Linked DNA regions of Mus musculus: regions 2, 3, 4, 5 and 6 are each linked to region 1. A link is a contact called in public Hi-C and promoter capture Hi-C data. All regions are on one chromosome and are shown on one strand. The core of a region is the stretch at or near the end of the contact, and the rest is flanking DNA. Distances in the headings are between cores, read along the strand shown.

Evidence for each region. Promoter capture Hi-C pulls out the DNA fragments that hold promoters and counts their contacts. A called contact is a pair of places that touch in the nucleus more often than the background predicts.
Region 2: a contact with region 1 is called in a promoter capture Hi-C map of pre-B cells. The contact joins the promoter of Arid4b here to the promoter of Larp4b in region 1. A contact is called at or near these places in 2 of 39 promoter capture datasets (cranial neural crest and pre-B cells).
Region 3: a contact with region 1 is called in a promoter capture Hi-C map of pre-B cells. The contact joins the promoter of Ero1b here to the promoter of Larp4b in region 1. A contact is called at or near these places in 2 of 39 promoter capture datasets (cranial neural crest and pre-B cells) and 1 of 484 Hi-C or Micro-C datasets (CD4 T cells).
Region 4: a promoter capture Hi-C map of pre-B cells shows a contact between it and region 1. The contact joins the promoter of Edaradd here to the promoter of Larp4b in region 1. A contact is called at or near these places in 2 of 39 promoter capture datasets (cranial neural crest and pre-B cells).
Region 5: a contact with region 1 is called in a promoter capture Hi-C map of pre-B cells. The contact joins the promoter of Heatr1 here to the promoter of Larp4b in region 1. A contact is called at or near these places in 5 of 39 promoter capture datasets (cranial neural crest, frontonasal cranial neural crest, hematopoietic stem and progenitor cells and 2 more), 1 of 484 Hi-C or Micro-C datasets (muscle stem cells) and 1 of 115 datasets of contacts at active chromatin or transcription factors (astrocytes).
Region 6: a Hi-C map of B cells shows a contact between it and region 1, with 5 read pairs. The contact joins the promoter of Klf6 here to the promoter of Larp4b in region 1. A contact is called at or near these places in 1 of 39 promoter capture datasets (pre-B cells) and 1 of 484 Hi-C or Micro-C datasets (B cells).

What each region holds. Positions count from the first base shown.
Region 1 is chr13:9,092,353-9,095,298 of GRCm38.p6, forward strand. It overlaps Larp4b (La ribonucleoprotein domain family, member 4B), which reads left to right and starts at 1,529. Exons shown (of 18, transcript NM_172585.3): 1 at 1,529-1,828.
Region 2 is chr13:14,062,403-14,065,348 of GRCm38.p6, forward strand. It overlaps Arid4b (AT rich interactive domain 4B (RBP1-like)), which reads left to right and starts at 1,382. Exons shown (of 24, transcript NM_194262.2): 1 at 1,382-1,630; 2 at 2,423-2,477. The coding sequence starts at 2,472. Ggps1 (geranylgeranyl diphosphate synthase 1) reads right to left here and starts at 1,086. Exons shown (of 4, transcript NM_010282.3): 1 at 804-1,086.
Region 3 is chr13:12,564,372-12,567,317 of GRCm38.p6, forward strand. Ero1b (endoplasmic reticulum oxidoreductase 1 beta) reads left to right here and starts at 1,512. Exons shown (of 16, transcript NM_026184.2): 1 at 1,512-1,807. The coding sequence starts at 1,706.
Region 4 is chr13:12,519,074-12,522,019 of GRCm38.p6, forward strand. Edaradd (EDAR (ectodysplasin-A receptor)-associated death domain) reads right to left here and starts at 1,377. Exons shown (of 6, transcript NM_133643.4): 1 at 845-1,377. The coding sequence starts at 875.
Region 5 is chr13:12,394,008-12,396,953 of GRCm38.p6, forward strand. Heatr1 (HEAT repeat containing 1) reads left to right here and starts at 1,368. Exons shown (of 45, transcript NM_144835.4): 1 at 1,368-1,463; 2 at 1,733-1,906; 3 at 2,415-2,631. The coding sequence starts at 1,765.
Region 6 is chr13:5,860,118-5,863,063 of GRCm38.p6, forward strand. It overlaps Klf6 (Kruppel-like factor 6), which reads left to right and starts at 1,372. Exons shown (of 4, transcript NM_011803.2): 1 at 1,372-1,725. The coding sequence starts at 1,522.

The sequences.
Region 1 (2,946 bases), core at 279-2,778:
AATAGACCGTTTTCACTAGTTTGTGAAAGTCCTTCTTTTTATGCAATAGTACTTAATGTTATCCTGTAGGAAAGACAAGGAGCCATGAAGATCTTTGTTGACAAGATGGAGAAGATATATTTGAAGGACATACCTGTTGGTACTCTGGATTAGGTGTACCAGTTGCATTTACGGACACCAAATACCCCGAGGTGTTAACAGCAGGCAGAACTACCAGGGAAGGGAAAAGCATTAATAGTACTAATGTTGTATATTCTTTCCAGTACCAGAGGCAAGCTTTACTTACAATTTATTATCTTTAGAGACACGTCAATGAGTAGGGCACATAGTGCCAGGCAGTACTTCCAACTCGGGAGGTGGGAGGCAAAACAATCAATGCGAGGGAGCCAGCCTGTGTAAAAATAGTGAGAACTGGTCTTTGAAGAAGAAATACCGTGAGAATAGTTACTATGAGACTAAATACTGTGAGAATGCCTGTGAAATAGTTAACTAGGAAACAGTCTTAAGCCTAGTAACTGCAACAAGGTGTCACATAGAGGCTGGGTGAGGTGGCTCACTTGGTTAAGGCCTTTGCTCTGAAGTGTAAACACCAAGAGTTTGAGCATCAAGACCCAGAGGGAGGAAGAGAAGAAACTCCCACAAAAAAGACCCAATACAGGAGAGTCAAAGATGGTTCTTCCAAAATGCACTCTTCAGTATTTGAAAAATGTTCCTAGAAACCAATGAGCAGAACCATGGTATGGTATGGTATGGTATGGTATGGTATGGTAACCATGGATATTGTTCCAAGAGAGCTTTTTCATTCGGGAAAAATTCGTATGGCTTCGAATAATGAATTATAGACAGTAAGCAACCGGCGAATAAACGCAGATAAGTAGGCAGCAAGTTTTAAGTAAAGTAAATGTAATATACGTTTTTTCTTTTTTTTTTTTAAAAGAAAATCGATAAAAGAAGGGTTTTAGTATTTTCAATTCTCTGGGAAGCGACAAGAGCAGGTTTCTTTGCTTATCCAAATCATTCTTGTCCCATACTGAAGTCGGGGAAGCTGTAGAGAAATGCCGGACATGGGTCCAGGTCCTGGGGACAGCGGGTCCGGAGCGAGGGGTGCGCTTTCAGGACGCCACCAGCCTGGGACGCCCCACACCCCAGCACTTGCTCATAAGATGCTAAGCTGCCTACAACTGGCGCTCCGACTGCTACAGGGCGGGGCTTGCAGAATGGGCGGGGAGAGACGAGGTGTGCGGCGCGCGCAGCAGCTCAGGGCGGGGCGGGGCGGGGTGGGGCGGCGCGGGGCGGTGCGGGGTGTGGGGGGGGAAATTGGCGTCGTGCGCGCACGCGCCAATCACAGATGCCGCGAGATGGGTGCGCGCCGAGAGGCCGGGGGAAGTAGAAGGGAGGACTCGCGTCCCCTCTTAGCCAATCGCTACGCAGCGCCTCCATGACGCTAGGCTCTCCTGGGCGCCAAACGCCAGTCGGCGGGCCGGGTGGGTGAGGGCGCCGGGGTAGGGCGCGGGGCCGCGCGGGGGTGGGACTTCCGCAGGGCCCCGGAAGTGGGATCTGTGTGTTCTCATGCGAACGGGAAGGAGCGTTGGGGATCTGGAGTCTCGAGGTTGAGACATTTTCGGGCCCGAAAAAGGAAGGATCGGCTGCCGTCGCTGCCAAGTCCGCGCCCGCTCTTCTTTGCTGTCTCCGGCCCGGCCCGGCCGTGCCGCCTTTTCTTGCCGTCTCCCTCCTCGGCCGTCCCCGCGTGTTTTGCGCGGTCGCCGGGCACCGGGGCTGCGGCGACGAGCCCGCGGGCGGCCGGTCGGGCGGGGCGGGCGGCTGACAGGTGAGCGGGGCGGTCCTCGGTCACCGACGGGGCGGCCTCCCTCCGCGCCCCGTGCTCGGACCCGCGCCTCCACCAGCCTGTCACCGGGCCGCCATCTTCCCGGAGGGACGGGGCCAGTGGCGGGCAGGGCCGGGCCCGGGCGGGGAGGGGAACGGCACAGGGCCGGGCTGGGGCCGGCGCTGGGGAGGACAGAAAGAGGGGCAGTGCCGCGGAGGGAGCGGCAGGGCAGGCTGGACTGTGGCCCCGATAGCCCGGGGTAGGCTGGACCTGGGAGGACCTGCGGGCCGGGGTCAGACCTGACTGACACGGCCCTGGCCGGGGAGGACTGGAGCGAAGTGAGACGTGTGCAGAGTCTTCCCGGAGGCCGCGTCTCCCAGGCTCTTGGGGGTTTGCCTATGCAGCCCGAGGAGAATGGGCTGGGGTCGCAGGCCACCATCGCCCCGAGGGCAGGCGGGCGGGCCCCGGGGACCCGCAGTGCGGCGCCCGGGGCCTCGCCCCCCTCGGTCCCGCCGGAGACCGGCCAGACAGCCGCGCTCGCTGCTGCGGGGAGAGGTGGCTCATTAGGGAATCGCATTCCTTTAGAACCAGGAAGTTAGGATCCTGTTGCTCGAGTGTGTGTTTGGAATGCTGCTCCCTTTTCCCCCATACACTTGATAGACTTGAGCGGGTCCGACTTTGAGATAGTTAAGAAATAAAAATTAAATGTGAAGACTCATGGTAACCGGCCAGGAACCTCTTAACCACCTGCTTCTCAGTGGTGTATAGTAGAACATGAAGTTTGTTGAGTTGAGGTCATTGCATCTTGTGACTTTCAGTGAATGTAATCTTGTTAACCCCCTCGTTTTTTGGTGTAAGGTGGCTTTGAATTTGGACTGACTCGAAATGTGAGAAAACGACCCGGAGAAAAATGATCTCAATCTGCCTTCCATTCGCGACCTTCTCACTGGCGTTGGAATACTTTGTTTTAATCATAAACTGAAACTTTGAAGTTTTCCATAACTGAACAAACGGGAGGGCTTCCCATGGCTGCAGTGGAATTAGTTTGTAGCACACAGTCAAACAAGGGAGTTTTAAATAGAGGCAATAGCAACTGCATTTGTTTCTTTTAGGATATTTAG
Region 2 (2,946 bases), core at 132-2,631, 5.0 Mb after region 1:
CTATTGTTCACTGGGCCATTGGACCAGATAAAAACTGTTTTTAATTTTTTTTTTTTTCCTTTTTTGAAGACAGGGTCATCCTGTTTCAGTCTCCAGGGTACTGGATCAAAATTCCTACCTCACCTCTCTGGGCCTCAGTTCTTCCTACTGGGAAGTCTTTTTCCTGAAACAGGTTTCCTTTCCTTTAGGGACTTCCCTTAGTAACTCTGGCTGGCTTCTTGAGTCAAGCTTAGTTCTCACACTCTCAGGAAAACCTTTCTATACCTCTCGAAGCCAAAGGTCCTCCTATCAGGTTTCATTTTGACTAGACTTCCGTTCAGGAAGTTATACATCCCCTCTTTCCACATGAGGACTTCTAACATCTCAGAGGGTGAACTCTGAGCATCAAACATTCATACAATATTGAAAATTTCATGCAAAGTATCTCTCTCTCTTTTTAAAATAGGCCGGCTCTGGCTTGAGACTAGCGACACAGATATGGGTCACCGAGCTCAGCTGTTAGGCGCATAGCAAGAACCTTTGACTCCAAGCCCCGGGGGGCGATGGCTCTGAAGGAAAAGAAAGGGCTCCACACAGGCATAGCTGTAATAAGCTCGCAGGCGGGCTTCTTCCCTGCGCTGCACCGGTGGCCCTTCCACTCTTTCCGAGCTCCTCTGCCTCCCCTCATCCCAGCACCCGGCCGGCAGTCACTCCGAGCCGGGTCAGCATCCGGGTCCTCTCTCCCTCCTTACTGCTTCCTCCTCCGTACCGCCCCCTCCCCCGCTCCCCATCCGGGTCCCCCCTGCCACCGCGCTGTTGCTCACGGTTCCACGATGATCTCAGACTTGAAGCCGCCGCCGGTACGAGACTAGCAGTGCCCACATCGACTTCTCAATTTATTGTTCTGACTGCGGCTCTTCAAGAGGCTTCCTTGGAGCCCTCCCACTATTTCACACAGAAATCTCTGCCCTCCTCAGCGGCCAGCGACGCCGCAGCACTCAGTGCAAGAAAATACGCCATCCCTATCACACTGCGCAGGCGTCGTATGCCACCTCCCCTCTGCCTCATGGCCGCGCCTCCTTCCCCTCCCCTCTCTCGTCGAACGCAGGCAAGTGGGCATTGCGGTCTTGGTAGTTCTAATGTCCGTCAGTTTACCGATTGGCCTAGAAGACTGGACTACAATTCCCAGAAAGTATTGAGGGATAACTTTCTGTTTCCATAGAACTGGTGGGTAAATGGCGTCGTTGTTTGCATCGCTCAAACCAATAGAAACTTGGAAGAGGCGGGCTCCAAAGAATCCTACCCAATCCTAGGTCGTCTGAGAGGCATCCGGGAAAGAGGTAGGGGAGGGGCAAAGGGCCGAGGGGAGGGGAGAAGGGGCAGGGGGGCCAGAGAGGGGGGAAAGCGATGTTTGCCCGTCAGTCGAGTCCGGAGTGAGGAGCTCGGGCGCTGGAGCGGAGGGAGAGTCTCGAGCCGCAGTTTGCCGCCGCGACGGCCACCGCCTGGACTTCTGCCCGGAGGGAGCCGCTGAAGGTCGGCCGCCGTGTTCCTCTGGAGGGCTGTGAGACCGGGGCCCGGACCTCCGTCCGAGAGGGATTTTTTTGTCGCCCCCCTCCCCCCGCGAGGGAGCCGGAGCGGCCGCCAAACAAAGGTACCAGTCGCCGCCACGGGAGGAGGAGGAGTCGGAGCCGGAGTCCCGGCCGCCGGCGGACCCGCAGCTCCTTCGCTCTCTCTCCCCACAGGCCTGCTGGTGTTGGGGGTGGGGGGAGGCGGATCAGGGGGCTCTGGCCGCAGGGCTCAGACCTCGTCTGTGCCCGAGGTAGGGACATTCTTTTCTATGGGGGAAGCTCCGGGCCGGGCCGCGCATCGGGGCAGATGGCAACGGGGCTGAGTCGGCGCTCGCAGCGGGGCCTCGGCCTCCTGGGACCCCCGCCCCCCGCCGCGCCGAGCCGGAGCCGCCCTACCCGGGCCGCACCGTGGGCCCGGCGGCCTCGGGCCGCCGTGCTGGGAGCTGGATGTCCTCGGTGCCCGGTCCCGGCTCCCACTTGTGGGCCTTGGCTCGGGCGGGACGCGGGCGGACGCTGTGGGGCCGAGCCTCCGCAGCCCAAGGGCCCGCCGGTTCACCGAGGGCTCAGTCCGGGGGCTCCGGGCATCGCGGTTCCGTAGGCTTGGACGGTCGCAGCCGCGCTTCAGGCCGCGCCGGACCCTGGGCTTGTTGTGAGTTTTCTTCTGACAGAAATGGCGTCATCGTGGAGGACGGGGGAAAAGTCCGTGGAGTCGCGACAATGGGGCGGCGGGCGGTGGGGGCGGTAGGGGCGGTGGGATGGCGCGTGCCTGCTCGGGGCTCCTGGCCCCGCTCGGTGCCGCCCCCGCCCCTACGGCCTGGGGCGGGGGTGGTGGTGGTGCCGGTGGTGCTGACCCGGTGTCTTTGTTTCCCCTCCAGGTGCAGGTGAAGCTGGTGTCGCCGTGGGGATCGCGGCCCCAGAGTCACCATGAAGGTAAGGCGTCACTTAGCCAGTTTGAGTGGCTTTCGAATTCAGGAAGTGTCGGGGCTGTAGCAGGCCTGCGAGTTTTGCAGAGGCAGGTGTGTGTGTGTGTGTGTGTGTGTGTGTGTGTGGAGTGGCTCGGTGTGGAGCTTTCCCTGACAGGGTCAGCTGGAGCGAACATCCACAGGCTGTGTGTTTCGAAGTTATGGAGTCAGTTAGGAGATAACCTCACCCAAGCTGTTCAGGTTTCCCAAACAGAACAGCACCTTTTGCATGGAGCCGAAGGAACAACTGCACACATTAAAGCGTCTTAAATCGTAAAACGGAAAGCTGGTCTAGTAACCTGAATATTGAAACTGTAGTGGGTCTCTCTCTCTGTTCAATGATGAAAGGAAATGTCATTTGATTATGTGACCGGGACCGTAAATTTTAAGCAGAAAGCAAAATACTGAAGATGTTTAAAGCAGTTTGGTGCTCCTTC
Region 3 (2,946 bases), core at 262-2,761, 3.5 Mb after region 1:
AGGGACCTGAGGAAAGTCCCATGCATACCCAAAGCGCAGAGCGATGAAGAGCATAGAAAGGCAGCTTTGAGAAGCAAGTCGCACACAGTTCTCTGTTAGCTATGTGGAGAAAAGGGAGCTGGTGACATGGGAAGATGGCCTGTGAAGTTCCAGGGTCTTGGACTGGTTTATTGTTCTGTTGTCTCCGCCTTAAAAGTCTTCTCATTTCCCCTGGACTTTCATTTCTGGCTGACCCTACAGATCATGCAGTGGGTCTAGATGGAATCATGGATGCGAATGTTCTCATGTTACCAGAGAGGCCAGAGGAGATTTTGAAGATGTGATTAAGGATTTTGAGATCAGGAAATTGCCTGGGTTATCCGGGTGAGCACCATGCAATCGAAAGTCTTTATATGTAGGGACACAAGAGAGATAGGGTCAGAAAGCACAGACGACAAAAGCAGGCTATGCCACTGTGTCATGTGAGGTCCTGAATCTAGGAATTTGATTGGCCATAGAAGCTAGAAAAAGCAAGGAAACATTATTCTCTAGAATATTCCAAATGGATGCAGTTTGTTTTAGTTTTCTGGCTTCCAGAATGTAAGATAATACATTGGGGTTGTTTTCAATCACTACCCTTCTGGTCATTTGTTACATCAACAATGACAAATTGATACATACTACTGAATGTAAGTTTCCTATAACTCAGGAATATCGGTAAAGTTAGCGATTACCATTAATTGATCACTTATTTGCTAGGGACTACAGGAAGCTTATGTACATAACCTTACATAATCCCAGAACAATATTTGAGGTGTAATTAAGACCACAAAACCATCTAGAATGTGTTACATTTGGGATAGTCTATGTCCCTTTAAGCTTTTCTGTGCGTTTATCCCGATTCTTCGTTTTTCACTGTATAGACTGGGGTTTTCCTTCATCCTTTAAAATGTATTATAGATTTTCTGGTGTTGGTAGAGGAGTAGTGGAGACACCAAGCAATGATACTTCTGGGGCATGTGACATGAAGGAGGTGCTGAAGACTTCCTGACAAGATGCCAGGTGGTTTTAGGTAGCTGCAGAGGTGAGAAAAAAGGCAAAGAAAGCTCTTGGGAATAGCAAGTCAAAGATTCGGCCGGCCTGGCGAGAAAATCCTGGCCCCAGTAGGTCAAGCGGTGACAAAGAGCTATTGGCATAGTGCCTGAAGACCTGCGGGGATGGGGGTGGACAGTCTTGTTTCTCAGAGCGACGAAACAGAGGTTCCACCACCTCAGGCCAACCCCTAAAACAGCACCCACTCTCCCGCCTGCTCCTGGGTGTTTTGGAGGCCTCGTGGTCCCGCCTCATTGGCCGCCGCGGAGCCCCGCCTCAGGGAGGCAGAGCGACCTCCGAGCCTGTAGTTCTCCATTTTCAAGACCTTCCCACTGTGGGGGGGCCCCAAGGGGCTACAGGGACTACAACTCCCAGAAGGCTTTGCGCAGAGGGCGTGATCATAACTGAGGACGCCGGGGGCGGGGCCTCCTGGGATGAAGCGGGGGCGCGCAGCACTGGTACATCAGTCGCTGCTGCTGCGAACGGTAGAGTGTTCCTTGCCCGAGACCGGCGCTCAGACCCCGGGTCCTGGAGGCTCCCGGCTCCCAGGCACTGCCCCCTGCTGTCGTCGTCGCGGCGGGCCGTCGTTCCCCAGCCCCGATCGGCCGAGGCGACGGCAGCGGCCGAGGTCACCATGAGTCCGGGGTTCCGCCGGGCCGTTACTGGGCAGGGGGCGGCGGCCGCGGTGCAACTGCTTGTCACCCTGAGCTTCCTCTCAAGTCTGGTCAAGACTCAGGTAAGCCCGAGGACCAAAGGCAGGGGACGGGTCACGCCGGCGTCGCCGAGAGGCCGAGGTGCAGGTGCGAGTGGCCAGCCAGGGATTGAGAACCGCGCCGGCTAGTGCGGGAAACGTCTGTAAAGCGCGGCGGGCGCGGGGACACGACACGCGTGGTGATGGTTTACGGAAGAGGAAGATGGTGACGGCCAGTAAGCGCTAGCGGCTTTATCTTTGTGATGGTGACGGGGAGACACAAGTCTTGAGTGGTGAAGGTGTTGGGGACACAAACCTCTGACATCCTTCCCTCAGATGACAGGGAGGCAGACCCTCCATCCTCTTCCTGGGCTAGAGGGGGCATTACTTCATTTCCTTGAACTTGTGCTCTAGAGATAGCTATAGGCATTACCCGCTTTATAATTATCCACCTGTCCTACGTATGCAAAGTGGCATGCCAGGTGAGCCCAGTTATGACACTGGAGGGCCTAGGCCCCTACTGTGGGCTTCTTAAGTCTATAGTGAGGCTTGCTGGCTGGACAGTCCGGTAGACTTTGACGTTGCCTTGGTTAGGCAGGTATTACTGAAGTGTTCACTACATACTCGAAAGCCAAAGCACAGCCTCTTGCCTTGAAAAGAGATAGGTTAGCTCTGCCTCTTTTAGTGAGGAAGGTTTGAACAGGTTGCCAGATGCTGCTATATCTTGTCTGCACCTGCTGCAAAGTGCTAGCTCGAAGAGCCAAAACCGAAGAAAAACAAAAGTGTCTCAGATGGCCTGATAATGAGGGGCATGCAGTTTGAAGCAATTAACACTCATTGCTAAGAGAAAAAAAAATGATGGTAACTGTGAGAGTAACCGTGTAAACATGTTTTTCTGCCTTGTTCATGGTGTTATGGTGTCCAGCATGAAGTCCTAGAATACAAGAATATTCTGTTTGTGTCCATGTGTGAGTTCTCTTGAATGATTTGATAAAAATAAACAGCTAGGAACAGTGGCATACACCTGTAGCCTCAGCTCTCAGGGGTAAAAAACACAAACAGTAGGAAAAACAGTAGGATTGCCGCAGGTTGGACGCTGGCCTACATATTGAGATTCTGGGTTAGCCAGGACTACATAGCAAGACCCTCTCTCAAAAAACTAAACAATGAACCAGTCAGAGAAA
Region 4 (2,946 bases), core at 127-2,626, 3.4 Mb after region 1:
TCAAAGGGACATATCATCCTTTCGTTCACAAACACCGATGGAGTTTGTAGCTAGATTACAGGAGGACAGAGGAGATTCCTGGACGTTGACGTTTAAAGGAATTTTCCTTAAATGAGGGAGAAGCGATAGAAAAATCTAGATTCTGACCTCAGATATCAAAGCACATTTTTAATGTACTACGGGGACTAGAGACCTCCACAGGTGGGGATTGCGCATGTGGGCTCAGCCTCGTGGCTCTGTGGACAGTATAATAGTTGAATAGTGGCTCGGAGAGGTTAAGACTTGCACAGAAGCAAACACATCTCAGCAAAGTGAAGCTAGGAGGGAGAAGACGAACAAGGAAATGTGCGAGTGGAAAGCAAGGGAGAGCCTGGAAGGAAGGGGGTGCAGAATCCTCCCTCCTATGTTCTTTTCTATCAAAGGTTGGCTGACTTGTTTCAACCAGGCACCCGCGTGGCCCAGAACAAAAGCGCTCGGCCGGGCCTCCGCGTGGGGAGAGGGACCACGCACACCTTGCAGTGTGCAGGAAGCGAGCGATCAGCTGCTGCTCACAGAGGGGCAAGCGCAGGGGTAGGATCGGGAGAGGTAAGACGCGTGCCGCAGCTGTTCCCATCCAGCCTGACACACATCTGGCGCCCTGGTGTCCAAAAGAAAAAAAAAAAAAAAAAAGAAAGAAAGAAAGAAAGAAAGAAAGAAAGAAAGAAAGAAAGAAAGAAAGGAAGGAAGGAAGAAAGAAAGAAAAAAAAAACCGCTCCCAGGGGATGACTGAAGTTCAGTCTTTCAGTCTCATTAATCCAGCTGGTGGTCACACCCCAAGTGAGGGCGCGGCACCTTGCCGCTTTACCTGAGCGCAGAGGGTCGTCCGGAGAAGCCATGAAGACCAGGAGAGGACAGATGAGTGTCCGAGCAGGGGTGGACAGTCTCTAGGACCCCTGAGAACAGCAGGATCGCAGGGACCCAACCTCTTGCGTGGTAATGCGCGACTCTGTCTGCGCTCTGCCCTGCTGCTGCTGCTGCTCCTCCTCCTCCCTTTCCTCTTCTTGATCTCTGCCACTTCTTCCTCGTGCTCACTTCCTGCAATTAGCAAAGCCCCTTCCCGGCGCGAGTCTCTCCAGAACTCTGGAGAGGATTCCGTGGGTTGCGGTTGGGCACGAGAGGACACCGAGGGGCCCCCGGAGCACTTGCCCTGCTGGTACCTAGGGCGTAGAACCCTGGTCTTACCACGGAGGTCCCACGCGATCGCAACTGGGAGAGCCTTTCAGCTAGCCTTCCCCTGGCTGCCGCACGCGCGGGTGGCTTTCCCGGCTCCTAATCTCGTCCTCAGCTGGGACACCAAAGCACTCCCAGCGTGCTCCTTGCACAGGCCCGGGCTGAGACGCCTGCCGGCGATTTGATGTTTGAACAGTTTCCTAATCTTCAGGCAGCCTGAACGGCGGCATGACCGCACACGCTAGCACTTTCTAATTTGATGTTTCTTTGGCATTAGTTACTGCCTGACCTCCTGGGTGAGCACTACACAAAGGAGCGGGAAGAAAAGTCAGTCTTGAGGTCTCTGGTTTACTCCTCTGAAGGAAAAAGCAAAAACCAAAAAAACAGTATACGGTTCTGTTAGAAATGCAGAACCCATGGGCCCTTAAACGAATTAAGATTTAGCTTAAATGGGATTTTATTCTAATTAAGAGCAGAGAATCTGATCTTTTATTTTTTTATTTTTTTGTTTTTTGTTTTTTGGGTTTTTTCGAGATAGGGTTTCTCTGTATAGCCCTGGCTGTCCTGGAACTCACTCTGTAGAACTCAGAAATCCACCTGCCTCTGCCTGCCAAGTGCTGGGGTTAAAGGCATGTGCCACCACTGCATGGCGAATCTGATCTTTTAAAATGGCTATATTTTATTTAAAAGTTTAAGTTATTTCTATTATTTTTTAAATCATATTGGGGGTGAGGGGTATGAACACACAAGTACAGTGCCTACAGGGTCTAGAAGACGGTGGTAGCTCCCCTAAAGGTGGAGTTGCTGGTGGTTGTGGCCTTGCTAGGAACTGAGCTTGGGTCTTTTGCAAAAGTGGTAGCACTTTCAAGGCTAAGCTGCCTCTCCAGCTCTAGTGGCAGCATCTTCACTATGTGCCATATACAAAGGTTACAGACACGTTACATTTAATAGGAATCTCTGAAAGGAAGCACATAATCTATATCTGCCTTGGACATAAGCATAGAACTATTTTCTTTTTAAAAAAGGAGTTTAAAGGAGATGCCAGCCAAGGATGTAGGTCAGTAGTAGAGTGCCTGGCATGCATAAGCCCCAGCCTGATGATATACGTTGTAATCCCAGCACACAAGAGACTGAGGCAGGAGGGGAGTCTGGAGTTTGAGACCACCAAGAACTTTATGGTGTGGGGCTTTATTAAAAAAGAGGAGGAAGGGGGGAGGAGGAGGAAGTAAGAAAAGAAAGATTATTTCAGTATTTGCTGGACAATTTCATTAACAAATTACCCAATTCAGATTAATTAATAAACTGAACATTTCAGGGAGACAGCAAATGCCAATGTATCTTTGTGGTGCCCCCCAGGCTGCTCTGTGGTTCTGAGGCTCACGGCACTCTTGGGGTTGGTTTGTATTCTCCATAAGATGCTGCCATGGAAGAGTTGGGTCTTTAGAGAGGAGGCCACAAAGGCTCAGGTAAGGTAGGGAAATTAATTTAGAAAGGGTATTTTCTCAGGGAGTCTACTTTGAGGTTTGGTCTGTGGTTCCTTCTATACTCCACGCAGAGATGGAATTCATTTCTGAGGTTTGGTTGTTAGAAACCACATATACAGTTGGGCTGTCTTGTTAGCGCAAGTTCTAGCGGTTTGTTTTTCAAAAGGAAATTGTCAGTACGTTTCGTTACTTATATCTTTCACTAGGTAGAAGATGATTCAGATATCTACAGTGTCTTTCTTCTTATGTGTGT
Region 5 (2,946 bases), core at 118-2,617, 3.3 Mb after region 1:
GCAAACCTAAGGCTAGGTCCCAATTACCATATGGACAATGTAAGATGAGCTAACTTGAACTAACTCTGTAGCATTTTTGGACCTTTTTTGCCTCATAATTCTTTGTCAGGGCATCTTTTCCCCTCCTTATAGGTCCTTTGCGTATATATCTCCGTTTCTGGTTTTGCATTTTTATAAGCTTTCTGTGTGTATAAGCAGGTATGTCTCTTTCTATATGTGTTTCTTGAGCTTTTTCTTTGGCACTTTTTTCTTCTCTTTGTTTTGTCTTATTCTGATGTTTGTTTTTATTTTGCCTATCGCCTTCGTCGTCATCATCGTATGTTTGTACCCTAAATAAGAAAGAGAAAAAACGGTGTGGATTTGGGTGGAAGGGGAAGTGTTGGAGGATCTGGGAAGAGTTGTGGAACGAAACTGTAACCAGAATATGAAAACAAAAAAGTTTTGTGTATTTTTTGTTTTTGTTTTTTGTTTGTTTTTGAGACAAGGTTTCTCTGTGCAGCTCTGGATATTCTGAAACTCACTCCACAAATCAGGCTTGCCTCGAATTCAGATCTGACTGCCTCTGCCTCCCTCGAGCTGGAATTAAAGAAGTGAGCCGCCACCTCCCATCTTGAAAAAAGTTATTTTCACTTAAAAAAATTAAAATGTCATGTTTCTAATAATAATAATAACAGAATAAGAAAAACACCACTCCCTAGGACTGCAGACAAGGCAAAGGTGATAAGGTTGTCAGTAACTGCGTTCAGCGAGTGTTTACTACTTACAGAGCAACCAGATTGCACTGAGAACTACAACTCACGTTAGGTTTGTGCCCTCCTCGGGTAGCATTAGAATTAGAAACGCGGCTTCCCGCGCTTCAGCCCCTCGCAGGCTGGATAAGTATCTCGTGAATGACCGGTTCCTGCTACACACCCGTAAAGCTCCCAAAGGCGGTTGGGGAAAAAGAATCCCAGACCTAAGCCTGAAGGCACATAGCAACACTGAGCGAGGCGTCGGGTACCTAGAGAAGCGAGCTGTAGCACCAAGGAGCGGAGGGGCGGGACTTATAGGTGGCTTTCTGGAAAGAAGGGGGAGGTACTGTAGGCGTGGCTTAGCACATTTTCGTGAGGGTGGAGCTTAAAGGAGGGGCGTGGAATAAATGTGGTGTCTTGGAAAGAGGTGCGGATGGAAGGCGGAGCTTAACTGGATGAGCGAGCGGAGGGTGGGGCTTTGAGGTTCAGGCCCTTAGAGGGGAAAGTAGGCGGGGAATTAAATGGCTGGCCTGAATAGGCGGAACTTAGAGTCACGGAGGCGGGGCCGTTGTATTGCGTTTTCTACAAAGGTGTCCCTTTTCTCTTGCCGTAGTGAGAAGCCGGAAGTTCCTATGAGGCGTGCTTTAGAGTTCCGGGACAGTGCCGGCACCATGTGGGAGCTGATCTGAGGAGTTGTTAGCTGTCTAATCCTGCTGATATTCCGAGTTCAGGGTGAGGAGGAGCACGGTGCGGCTAGGCGCGGCCGTGACTTGGAACGGGTGGCCGGGTGGGCCGTGAGGTCGTGGTGCAGAGCTGGGGAAAGCTGGTGCTGCGGAGGCGTAGTTAACGCAATTGCTGTGGTGGGTCCTGGAGGGTCGGGGAAGCAAGTTTCTGTGTCCTCGAAAGGACTGAGCGCTGTATTGCCAGAGCATGAGCCCTGGCCTGCCATCTGTTAAGGCGCCTGACGTTTCCTAAAAACTTTTCACGCTGTTCGTTCTTAGCCGGTGTTTTGAGACATCCGCCTCCGTGCAAGATGACGTCCTTAGCCCAGCAGCTCCAGCGACTCGCCCTCCCTCAAACTGATCCCAGCCTCCTATCGAGACGTGAAGTTGCCTCTCTGTTATTTGACCCCAAGGAGGCGGCCACAATCGACAGGGACACCGCCTTTGCCATCGGTGAGCCACCTTTCACTTAGCAAAGCTCCCAGAGCATGATATCGGGGAGTTGGGGGGGGGGGAGGTTCTGTATTTTCTTGCCCCCCCCCCCGTTCGCTTCCCGAGCAGTACCTTGTTTTCTTGGTAAGGGGGTGGGAAACAGCAATACTGCTAGATGTGTGAATGTATTTATAAATAATGGTATCTGAAATTTCACAAACTAACTAATATGTAAAAAGGAAGAAAAGTAAAGAAACCGAGACAATGACTGTGGTGTGAGAGGAGACTTTCAGAACTAGATGTAGTTTTAATGACTAAAAAGAAGGGCTCGGGTGGAGTTCTTGTCATGAAGTACTTTCTTTTCTCCTAGTGAGTGGGGGTCAGATTTATCCTATATGTTAACAACTAAAGCCAGTGTTTGAGAGTGTCTAACACATGGTAACAGAGTTCATGAGCTTGGGGGTGAGGAGAACAGGAGAGTATCTGTTGGGTTTGCCTACAAAGAAGTTACACGTGACTCTCCTCCTAGGATGCACTGGCCTGGAGGAGCTTCTTGGGATTGACCCTGCCTTTGAACAGTTTGAAGCGCCATTGTTCAGCCAGCTGGCAAAAGGCTTGGAGCGCAGCGTCCAGACCAAAGCAGTGAACAAGCAGCTGGATGAAAACATTTCATCGTTCCTCCTTCACTTGTCTCCTTATTTCCTCCTCAAGCCAGCGCAGAAGTGTCTGGAATGGCTGATTCACAGGTAGCTAAACCTTCATTAGTTGCCAACACTTGGTAAGCTAGATTGCTTTCACAAATTTCAAAGGTTAACATGATGTTTAGAATGTCAAGTGAACATGCTCTTCTTGAATAGGGTGCCATTAGTTCCTGTCTAGTGTGTTTAGGGTTTAGGGGGTTTGTTTGTTTGTTTGTTTGTTTTTTGAGACATGGTCTCAGTGTGTATCTCTGGTTGACCTCAAACTCACAGAAATCTGCCACCTTCTTCCCCAAGTCTGAGAAGTATGTCATTGTCTTTGGCTAGTTTTGTTTTGGGGATAAGGTCTTATTATAGAGCTCT
Region 6 (2,946 bases), core at 122-2,621, 3.2 Mb before region 1:
ATAGGCCTACAAACCTGACAAGCCTATGGTTCTGGCACATGCTTCTCTTCTAGACTTCGTAAATTAAACAGAAAAACTCCCCTCAGCTTATTTTACGTACTTGACAACTTTTAAAAGGATACTATTCATTAAAAATTATATTCGAAGTTGTTATAATTGGATTTTTATTCAAAAATTTTAGTCGCTCGTTTTTTTTTTTTTTTTTTTTAGATATCATGGTGTGCTTTGGTAGATAATTTGTATGAAAAAAATTGTCATCTTCAACCTAATTTGAATTGTTTACACATCCATGGGAAAGCCTGTTAACCTTGGTGAGACATCTCCGAGACTGCCTTCTACGAGATAAACAGATTTAAACCCCATTAGCAGCAAAATCTGCATCTTCTTTGAATTAAAACTGTGCAACAAGAAAAAGGGGAGTTTTAAGCTGTGAATGTCCAGGTCTCCAAGTACAGTGTGGCCATGGCGCCAGGTCACGGATGCGATCTTAAAAGCTGCATTTTCAACTTTTGAGTGGGTAAAATTCATTCCTGAGAACTGAGTGTTTTTGACACACTGGTCAGGTAGGGGGCTTTTGAGATGCTCTACCGTTTCCCCCTCTCTGCCTGCGTAAGAAGTGGGGGTATTTTGGTCTCAGGCTCCTGTCATCCTCCGTCCTAGACAGAAACTACCACACAGTGACTCTGGAGTACCAAGTCCCCCTGCTGTTCGGTCTTATTGTCCCATCGCCACAGGGAAACCTGCGGGCACGTTTGCGCCCACCCCGGGGCACCTCTGCATCTCTGAGTATGGAGGGGACTCCGAACAAAGAGAGAAATCAAGGGACCAAGGAGAATGGAGGGTCAGGGAAGGATCCGGGAACACGGGAACCCAGCGGGAGGAAATGAGGGGGATCGGGAATATGTCTGCTATCTTTGGTCTTTTTGGGGGGTGCCGGTCCGTGTGACCGGATCAGAAGGTGCAACCGGGCAGCCGGGCGGCGGGGACAGGTGCCCGGTTGCCCGGCTAGGCTCCCCCAGCTCCGGCCGCTCCGGCCGCACTTCTGCAACGTTGGGCTGTACACCTCCCAGCGCCGACTCCTTCGGTGCGCCGTAGCCCTCGCCTTATATACCCTGCTAAAAATAGCCTGTGAGACGTCTTTCCAATCAGCGCAGGCCGAGTTCGAATTGCACCAATAAGGAGGCCTTTAATGAAGAGGCTCGGTCACGCCAGGCGGGGCCGCTGTGTGTCCGCACCGGCGATTGGTGCGAGCTGACATCATCGTCGCGCAGCCCCGGGTACAGGAGCGGCAGGATTGGGTACCGTGGGGGGCGGAGCTCCAAGCTGGTCACGTGGGGGGAGAAGGGGGGAGCCAAGCGGGGGAGGAGGGGGGAGGCTGGCAGCGGAGCTTTGAATAGGGAAGTTTTGCAGGGGTTACGCTTGCAGTCAGTCCGCTGTTTGCAAATATTGCGTGGGCTCGGCGCGCTGCGGGCTGCGGGAGGGTCCGGACCCGGCGTCCGATTGCAGCGCCATCCAGTTTGCATGAAACTTTCACCTGCGCTCCCGGGAACAGTTTCTGCTCGGACTCCTGATCGTTCACCTCCCTGTTTTCCCGACAGCGAGGACTGTCTTTTCCAACCCGACATGGATGTGCTCCCAATGTGTAGCATCTTCCAGGAACTACAGATTGTGCACGAAACGGGCTACTTCTCGGCTCTGCCGTCCCTGGAGGAATATTGGCAACAGGTAAATACGGATTTTTTTTTTTTTTTCACCTGCCCGGTACGCCGAGGAGGGAGTCGCGCGGAGGAGCAGGCAAGATGGTGTGTGCTTGGAAGTGCATCTTTTTAATGATGATTAGCATTTGCCTAATTAAAAATATAAAGTAATGATCTTAAGATGTCCTTCTGCTGCCTGGAATGATGAAGGCACTGTAGAGCGAGCCTTCGGGAGCGAGGAGTAGAGTTGTCATTTGTGTGAAGGCGAGCTCTCCTTCCCACTACGTTTTTATTTCTTCATTTTTTTTTCGTGTTTTGCTAATTCCGAGCTTACGAGCAGCATACACCTGGGGGGGGGGACCCCAAATTATTCTGACCGATCCAGACCTGAGCCCTTGGCACAAGTTTGGGGTTTGTACCAGCTCCAAACTCCACAGCTGGACCCTGTCATACGAACGAGCTTGCCTTGACTACCAAAAGATTTGATTTAAGGATTTTGGTTTTGTTTTGATATTTGTATGTCCCAAATTTAAAAGTCTTAACATTTTGCTTGCGGAACGCAGTAGTTCTTTTTGAATTCAAGGCCATTTGCAGTTTCTTTTCCGTCTGGATAATTTCTTATCATTCACGTATGCCTGCCTTGTTTTTCTTACCTGCTTTTCTTGTTGACTGCGCGGCGGGTGTGTGTGTGTGGGGGTGCTGTTTGCACACAAGTGACTTGTCAGTCATATGACAATGAGTCCATTCCTAGTTGCTTCGGGTCTTACTTTGGGCAAGAAAAATCTCTAATTCCGGCATTTTAGTGGAACTAGAATTTGGGGCAACCGGAATAAAAGAAACACCCCCTACCCCTTCTAAGTCATAGGATTCTGTGAGTGGCAAAAATATTCTCAAACACTTTCACCATTGTCTTTAAAAACGATGATTCTGTGGCCGTCTCTCTACCCTTCTGGGTATTTTTTTTCCTCCAAGTGAATTAGCAGATCAAATAAATTCCGTCGGTTTCACAACCTCCCAGGCTTTAAAACCCAGGAAAAGCGAAGTGTTGGCTGAAACCTCCCCATGCCGGCTTAATTGTTCACAATCCTCTCTGCCTTTCTCTCCCCCTCTCCATTTTTCCTCCTCAAAGAAGCTGCTCCCTGGGACGTGATTGAAATTGATCTTAGTAGTTTCCTTTAGGCATTTGGGATTTGGGCAACTAGCCAGACTTGGCTCCTGGTCCCCTTCAGAGCCTTTTAAACTCCCAGAG